3 separate regions of the Pan troglodytes genome follow, and all the other regions are linked to region 3. The links are chromatin contacts, called in public Hi-C maps. All regions are on one chromosome and are shown on one strand. The core of a region is the stretch at or near the end of the contact, and the rest is flanking DNA. Distances in the headings are between cores, read along the strand shown.

Region 1 (2,700 bases), core at 47-2,546, 350 kb after region 3:
GTTTAAATCCTGGCCCTAAAGCTGCGGCATCCCTGGGCTGGAATGTAGAGTAACAGGGCTGCCCTGAGGAATGAGTGGGAACTTGATCTGCCAAAGGAGACGCTCCACACAGGGGCCACACCTGGGCCGGGGCTCGCTGAGGCTGGTAGTGTGTGCCTCCTCCACAGAGGGCCTCCCTGAGGTTCTCTTAGGGGAGGGAACTATGCCCTGTGCCCTGCTACCTCTGGTTCTATGCTCAGAGTAGCAGGGCATAGGACCCACGCAGGTCTGGGAAGCCTCATAACAATCCAAAGACCCCCTCTTTCCCAAAAGAGCCAGAGGAAATGTGCCATCGTGCAAAGAATGTGGGCGTGGGAATCACACAGACCTGGGTTGGATCCCACCTCCGCCACGTGCAAGCAGTGCAACCTTGAGCAACTCACTCACAACTTCTTGGAGCCTGTTTTATCATCTGTAAAAACAGGAAGTTAATCACACCTACCTCAGAGGGTGCTGTGATGATTAGGGAAAATGCTTACATACAAATAACATTCAAACATGTCAGCAGTTTTAATATCAGCCCCAAGAATGGAGGGAATGGGGGTCAGAGGTCCCTGGAGCCAGCTTTGCCATCAACGGGCTCTGTGACCTTGGGCAAACTCTCTCCCCTCTGCAGTGGTGGGGCTAGATGCGATTATTTCTAAGAACGCTGAGTGTCCCACCTCCAGGATTCTTCTTTCTCTTTTCTTTTCAAGCAGCCCCCGTTCTGGTCTCCGGGAGGCAGGTTCTGAGATGGAGATTTATGAGCAGGTGGCTTACTGGGGAGTGAGCCCAAGAACACCACCAGTGAGGGAGCGGGAGCTCAGGGAGAGGAGCTAGGCTGTGATATGCTGTGAGGGTGGCCTCAACTGCTCCCACCTGGAGCTCTGGGGCTGGAGGGAGGATCTTGAAAGAGCCTCTTCCCTTCAGAGATGTCCAGATGGAAGGAAGAAAGTATATGCACTGACTGTGTGCACCGACCAGTCCTTGGGTGCCCATGCAAGGGCGTGTCATCTTGGAGACAGGCTCACATCTTTCTTCAGCAGGGCCTATCATGCAGTGGGAGGCAGCTGGGGGTGTGGAGGGTAGGGAGAGAGGGAAGAATGAGTGCCTTGGTCCTCAGGGCCACCTGGGCAGGGGGCACCACAGCATCCACTGCACAAGCCCTTCCTGCTTCTAGACTTCTCTAGAGTGGAGATTCAGTCTGCTGGCTTCTCAGTCTTGGACCTGGCCTGCCCTGGCCTTCGCCAGCAGGGGAGAAATCAGTGTCTGTCCACGAATACTCATCCGCTGCCTGCAGCTGCCAGGAATTCTGAAGGCAAAAGCTAAGGAATTCAAAGCATCTATGACTTAGCAGGATTGTTCCCAAACTGCAGACTTCTCCAAAGAGCCTTCTGGATTTCATTGTGAATGCTTCTCTCAGTTCTTAGAACATAGCCAAGGACTCCCGGGCCTCACTTTTCAGGGCTGTCCTCTGGCTGCTGGGGTCAGTGGGCCTTGGTGAGCTTGCCTGGGGAATGCGTGGGTGTTTGGAACCCTTGCCTTCCTGCCTAAAGGTAAGATGTTTGGAAGCTGGAGTCAGACAGTTCTACCCCTTTCTACAGGGTTATTTTGGCCACTCCACTTAACCTATCTGGGCTTCTTTGCTCATCTCTAACATGGACTCGGTACTACCCTCAGAACCTAGGGACGTGGCTTTTCTGGAGGCTAAAAACAGAACATCTTGAGCAGGTAAACATGCTGCCTTCTGGTAAATATGTAGTTTGAGTGGTAGCTACTATCTTTCTATAGATTTTACCTCCTGCCCCATCCCCAATCATAACTGATTGGTCCAGGAGTGGGCATTAAGAATTTATTTGGAGCCTTGTATTGGCATCCTAAGCTATAAAATTTGTACAAGGCTACAATGGCAAGCAGCTTTCCTTGTAATATTCCTACCTCCCTCCCACTCTACCACAGACATCACTAGTCAAAAGGCATTGGGGAGAGTGCTGGGTTGATTAGTAATGTCTGCCATAGATATGTGAGGAGCAGAGGAAGCATGGTACTATTTGCCAACCCTGGCCTAAGGCTTGCAGGAATAACAGTAGCACTAAGAACCCCTACTGCTGTGGAGCTTTCAGGTTTACAGAGTGTCCATAGCCACACTATTGTTGAGCCTCTTCACCAGCCCTGGGTTGTGGAGTGGCCCTCCTCGGTGTGGGATGATTACCCTCATAGTTGGAGCATAGGTTCAGGAGAGAGGCCTGAAGATGGCAGGGTGGGAGACACTTCTGAGCCAGGCAAAATCAAACCAGGATTCAACAAGTGACAAGCCCCCCTTACATCCTCACTACCGACGGAGAGGCTCAGAGGTACAGTGACTTGCCCAGTATCAGACAGCTAGCAAATGCCAGGCTTGAACATAGGCCCTTTGCCCCTAAATCAAAGTTTTCAGGGGTTCTGGCTGTCCTAATAAAATGTGCTTGCACTCTCTCCCCTGGGCTTCCCCTGAGTCGTGTCTCTAGCAGTGTAACCTGACTGCAGATTTTCACATTGGGAAAATCCAAGAGAAGAAACTTGCTGCATGTGACTTGTTTTCTCTCAGTCCCTGGAATTCGATTTTGTAAAATGACCTCATAGGCTTATTATAAACATGCATTGATGTACATCTTCAACTTTTGAAACAGCCAGTGTGAGTAA
Region 2 (2,700 bases), core at 42-2,541, 480 kb after region 3:
AATGGAGATAATATCTTTGTGGCAGAATGGGCAGAGATTATCCTGGCCTAATTCCCCTTGTATGCCCAAAGACAAATGCCTGGCACAGGCAGACACCTGCATCCCAATGCCTGGCACAGAGTTGGCACCCCATGCACAAGAGCTATTGTTATTATTACTGTTAATAACACAAACAACAAAAAAACAAAACAGTGGATGTTACTGACCAGAGCAATTTCTAATTCCAGCTTCATTATTTCAAATTAACTCAGCTGTTTTCCCCTCTTCTTATAGAATTCAAAAAAAAGCCCTGAGATTTTGACTCCAACTTCTCAGTGATACTTTTGGCCTTAGGAATATCTATTAAGAGTTTGCGATCCAAGGAGAACTATTAACACTGGCGTGGAAAGGGAAATTAGGAAGTCTGAATGAAGTAAAGGTCTGCTTGCACATATAACAAGACCATTTTTCCTGCAAATATTATTTCTTGGCTCTCAGGATCTTTTGTCCCTTTCTCTGTAGGCTGGGACCTCTGGGGCAAAGGACAGTGAGGGGCCCACACATGTTTGAAGAACAGGCTGGTACATCCTGTCTTTGCTACAGAGCCTGGCACATCGGTAGCAAAACAGACCTCTCTTTTGACACACTTTCTTTGAGGATTCTGCCAGACCCAGGCTTGCTGCTGAAGCCACCACTGAGCCTTCCTCTAGGCCTGGGCTGGTGAACTGCATCCCGGAGCCCCCTGGTGGCCCTTTCCATACTCACACCTCATTCCCACACCCTCTGGGGCAGGGAGAAAACGGCCTTAAAAGATCCACCCAAGGGTTAATCTCTGGTATCCATCATCCACTGGGGCAGCCCATTTTCTTAGGATGAAGGCAACATGCTCTGTGTTAAAGATGGTATAGAAATGGCAGCTTTCTCTAACATCAAGAGTCACTCATTAAGCATCTCTTAAGCACCTACTGTGTGCCAGGCTCACGCTGGACATGAGGAATAGAGGATTATGACTCAGCTCCTGCTCTTAAGAAGCTTCCAGTGTACAGGAAGAGGCGGACATGAGAGCTGAGAAGGACAATAGAGAGATGTGCCCAGGGAACCCTAGGGACAGTGTTAGTCTCTGTGAGGAAAGTGGGAACTGCATCAGGGAGGAAGGATAAGTTAAACTGGATCTTAGAGTCTTTGCACAGAGATTAGAAAGAAACTAGGCAGGCAGAGAAAGGAGGGAAGGCATTCCTGGGGGATGAGTCGATATGCCTCAATGCCCGGACCTATTAGGGGAATGCTGAGACGCTGGGGGTGCCTGCAGCAGGAAGGAGTGATAAAGCAGGCTGGTGATGTGGGCAGGGCTTGGAGTGAGAAGGACCTCGTAGGTCACACCAGGGAGTGTAGACTTGATCTTCTCCACTGATTTTTCAAACCATGTTTTTAGACTCCCCATAAACATCTGATTCTAATTTCATGGATGCTGAGACCAAGGGAAAACTGGAGTGGTCATCCATAAGCCGCTAACTTTACATTTCTATGTTCAATTCCGTCTAACCATGAGAAGAATATCAGATAAATTCTAGTAGAGGGGCATCCTACAAAACACCTGACCAGTACTCCTAAAAAGTGTCGAGGCCATCAAAAACAAGGAAAGTAAAAAAGCTATTATAGCCAAGAGGAACCTAGGGAGGCGTGACAACCTAATGTACTATGGTACCTTCCCTGGTGGAACCTTGGAACAGAAAAAGAAATCTATTAGGGAAAAACTAAGGAGTTTTGAATAAAGTATGAACTTTAGTTGATGATTATGTATTAATATTGGTTCATTAATTATAATAAATGTACCATACCAACGTACAATGTTGACAATAGGGGAACTGGGTACAGGGCATATGGGAACTCTCTGCACTATCCCACAATTTCTTGTAAATCTAAAACTGTTCTATTAGGTTGGTGCAAAGGTAATTGTGGTTTTTACCATTAAAATGGCAAAGATCGCAATTACCTTTGCAGCAACCTAATAAAAAGTGAAATCTGTTTTTAAAAATCCTTTGTTCATCCAAACAGCCAAATTATTGTCACTGATGGGCTTTATAACTGTTATAAGTTAGAACTTAGAAAATTAACTTGTGCTCTAGTAACATTAGCTAACATTTATTTGGTAGCTATACCAGGCCAGGTACTCTGCTAAGTACCATACTTGATCTCCACAACAGCCTCATGAACTAGGGATCGTCAGTATCACACCCCCATTTTACAGCCGAGAAAAGTGAGGTATGGCGAGGTTAGACAGCTTGCCTGAGGTTATACAGGTAAGTGGCAGAGCCTGCATTTGGACCCAGGTCTGTCTGATGCCAGAGTCCAGATGCTTAATGACGAACATTCCATGTGATACTTTATTGAAAAAGAAGGGTCCACACAACTTTCATTTCTTTCTTTCTTTTTAACACTGAAAGCCATAGCTATAGATGGGGTGGGGAGAAGAAGGGATCCTCAGTAGTTTTCCACTGGAGGAGGAACTAGGTCAGAGTTTGGTTTGGGAATGAACATTCTGGCAGCTACAGTGTGAAAGATGGGCTGGCGTAGGCACTGGGCTCCTGCTGCTGAGATTTTCTAGTGATGTCTCCAAAAGGAGGAGGAGAAGCAACCAGAGAGAATGAACTTCCCTAAAAGGATAAAGCAAAAGCCCTCGTATAGCAATCCTTCGGATCTAGCCCCAACCAATCAAACCAC
Region 3 (2,700 bases), core at 131-2,630:
GTCCATTTTCTCTTTGTTTTGCTATAATCCCTCCAGTTATTCTTCATAGCAGTTGCAAATAATAATAAAGGTGAATGCAACCCTCGAAAGTCAACCATTCACTTGCAAAGAGCTTCTGAGATACCCGGGGGGAGTTAATAAAGGACTTTCGTCTTCCTTCAAAGCTGCTCTATGAGGTCACTTTGTTTCCTGGTCCCTGCTGCTCTTTGCTGCTTAGGGAGCCTGCAGTGAGGAGTGATGAACACCTGGACTGTGGTGTCAGATGGGATCTGGGTTTGAATCCGAGCAGTAGCACCACTTCCTAACTGAGTCATCCAGGGCAAGTGATTATAGCCCTCTCTCTCTGCTGCAGTTTCCACAGCCATAGTGGAAATATGTATACTTAGTAGAACTATAATGCAGGAATAATAATAGTACCTACTGTACTGGAGTGTCAAGAATATTAAATGAGATAATGCAAGGAAAACACATAACACTGTACATAGCACGTAATTTGCTGCTGTTATTACTTTCCGGAAGAATCATGATGTTTCTTTACTTTGGACGAAAATAATGTGAAATCAATACTGTCCCTCTGATAACAAAAACCTGGACATACTAAAACTTAAAGCATAAATGAAGACAGGGAAAGTTTCATACTCATTAAGGCGATTCTGTTCTGATGTTACCATCGGTGCTAGGGTAGTGGCAGTGTGGGGAAGCCTTGTGGGGTCTGGCGTCCGCATTTCCCTCAGGCACACAGTACCCTCTCCAGATACCTGCTTCCTACCTTCCTCTAAGGCATGCAAAGTCTGTTCCCAAAAGTGGAGTGGGGACAGCCTAGGAGGCTGTCCATCACTGTAGATGAAACAAACCACAACAGTACAACTTCCAACAGTGGTCACTGGGGCTTTTTTCTCTTTTTTTTAAAAGGACTGCCAATACATTCTAGATGTATTGAATCTAGATGTATTGAACTGATGAAGGCAGTTCAATCTTTGTGGAAAAGGAAGAAAAAGCCCTACAAATCTGCTAGTCCTCAGCATCTGCGAGGTGCCCTCAGACACACCGGGTCCTGCACTGCACCGTCCAACCTGAAGATGGCAGTCTTTTCCTAAATTTGTTCCAAAAATTCTAAGTATTTGAAGAACGTAGTGAAACCTTGAAAAATGACTGCTGTCAAATAATACCAAGAAAAAAATTATAATCCACTTAGGAATTTAAAGAAATCAAGACAAATAACTCATGTCAAGGGATGCTAATGTACAAGCTGGAACAGAACAAGGACAAATCGCCTACATTTACTTCTTGTCACGGTCCTGCCTGGAATGTCTGTCCACCTACCCCCCAGGGCAGGCTGGGCAGCCTGCGGTGGCCCCTGGGGGGACAGGGAATGGCTGCGGAGCCAAGCCAAGACAGGTTCCCGCACATTCAGCCCAGGAGCTTGCCTGTGCTCACGGTTCCTGCCCAGGAGAAAGTGAATCTGAAGTGGGTTCTCTCCTCAGCTCACTGTTCAGGGCACCAGCCCTGTTCTGGCCACTTGGCCCTGATATGCCACTTCATCCCATGCCCCTTGTTCTTCCCAGAGAGAAACATCATTGGAAACAAGGAGCAAGTGAATGCCTCCTTCCAGGATCTCACACCGAGATGCATCCTTCCCACCTCCCACTCCCAGCACCATCTCCACAGAGGGGCTGCTGCTTCCTCAGACAGGAGTGTGTCTTCCCCACAGAAGTGCAGCTGAAAGGCCCACCGACTGAGTGAGCAACCAGGAAGGTGCGTGGGGTGCGGACCTGCCAAAGAAAGCAGAGGGGGCCTGACTGGGGCCTCTGTGAAATGTCTATAGAACCCGGATTTCCAGACGCTTTCAGTGGCCTCCTTCCCAAAGGGTAATGAAGAAACAGGGGAAGTGGCCAGAGCATCTTAGAAACACAGTACAATGTCTGCTGCCACAAGAGAGTGTGCCCTGGGCCTGGAGGGGCTCGCAGGTGGCTCGGCAAGGGCTCAGGATTGTAAGGGGCATGGGGGTGCTCCACACTGAGCCATCATCTCCTTCCCCGGGAGACACTCCATCTCCTACGTCCTACTGGAAGACTAGGCTTGGAAAAACATGAGAAAAACCTGAGAGACATTCAAGGACTAAGCATAGCCAACCGTTAGATCAGCTGCAGCCTTCCTCCCCAAACCTGGAAGGCCAAATGTACTTTCCAACCACTTATTCCGAAGCATGAGATGGGAACATTAATGACACCTGGGTTAGAATATCTAGGCTCTGCTATTTTTGAGCTGAGTGGCTTGAGGCAAGTTGCTTAACCTTTCTGGGCCTTGGCTTCCTCATCTGAGCAGTGATGAACCCTAGCCTGTCTACAAGGTCAAATGAAACAGTCAATGTGAAAATTCCGCCCAGGCCACACAGAGCTGCACAGATGCTGGTGACCTGGCTTACTGGCATAAGATCACTTCCAAGCCCTGAATTACAGGAGAGAAGGAGCCTCTTTTCTGAAGGACCAGGAACCAGATTTGTTCAAACAGCCATTCTCCACCCCAAGATGGAGCAACTGCCTCAGCAGCCACTATAAAACTAGGAAGCTTCTCCAGAGACACCGGTGCCCTTCTCTGTCCTGCCCAGGATAAAGGCAAGAACCCTCCTGGCAATCGGGAATTAAAACCTTACTGCTGCTGCTTCTTTTTTATTTTTGTTTATTTATTTTTTTGAGACAG

Evidence for each region. Hi-C and Micro-C count contacts between places; a contact is called where the count stands out from the background.
Region 1: a Hi-C map of stem cell-derived neural progenitor cells shows a contact between it and region 3, with 4 times the contacts expected there. The contact joins two enhancer-like sites. A contact is called at or near these places in 2 of 7 Hi-C or Micro-C datasets (blood and stem cell-derived neural progenitor cells).
Region 2: a contact with region 3 is called in a Hi-C map of stem cell-derived neural progenitor cells, with 7 times the contacts expected there. The contact joins two enhancer-like sites. A contact is called at or near these places in 4 of 7 Hi-C or Micro-C datasets (induced pluripotent stem cells, a lymphoblastoid cell line and stem cell-derived neural progenitor cells).

Annotation. Positions count from the first base shown.
Region 1 is chr9:16,696,242-16,698,941 of NHGRI_mPanTro3-v2.0_pri, reverse strand. No RefSeq gene overlaps it. Among named protein-coding and RNA genes, the nearest start is that of TEAD1, 130 kb to the left of the region's middle. Within about 2 kb of position 1,296, at least 3 of the 24 cell types and tissues checked have an H3K27ac peak or open chromatin away from gene starts, as enhancers often do. A contact at or near this core is called in stem cell-derived neural progenitor cells, where this site is marked.
Region 2 is chr9:16,566,877-16,569,576 of NHGRI_mPanTro3-v2.0_pri, reverse strand. The region is part of intron 1 of PARVA (parvin alpha); the gene reads right to left. Among named protein-coding and RNA genes, the nearest start is that of PARVA, 35 kb to the right of the region's middle. Within about 2 kb of position 1,291, at least 10 of the 24 cell types and tissues checked have an H3K27ac peak or open chromatin away from gene starts, as enhancers often do. A contact at or near this core is called in induced pluripotent stem cells and stem cell-derived neural progenitor cells, where this site is marked.
Region 3 is chr9:17,049,726-17,052,425 of NHGRI_mPanTro3-v2.0_pri, reverse strand. The region is part of intron 9 of TEAD1 (TEA domain transcription factor 1); the gene reads right to left. Among named protein-coding and RNA genes, the nearest start is that of RASSF10, 120 kb to the left of the region's middle. Within about 2 kb of position 1,380, at least 6 of the 24 cell types and tissues checked have an H3K27ac peak or open chromatin away from gene starts, as enhancers often do. A contact at or near this core is called in induced pluripotent stem cells and stem cell-derived neural progenitor cells, where this site is marked.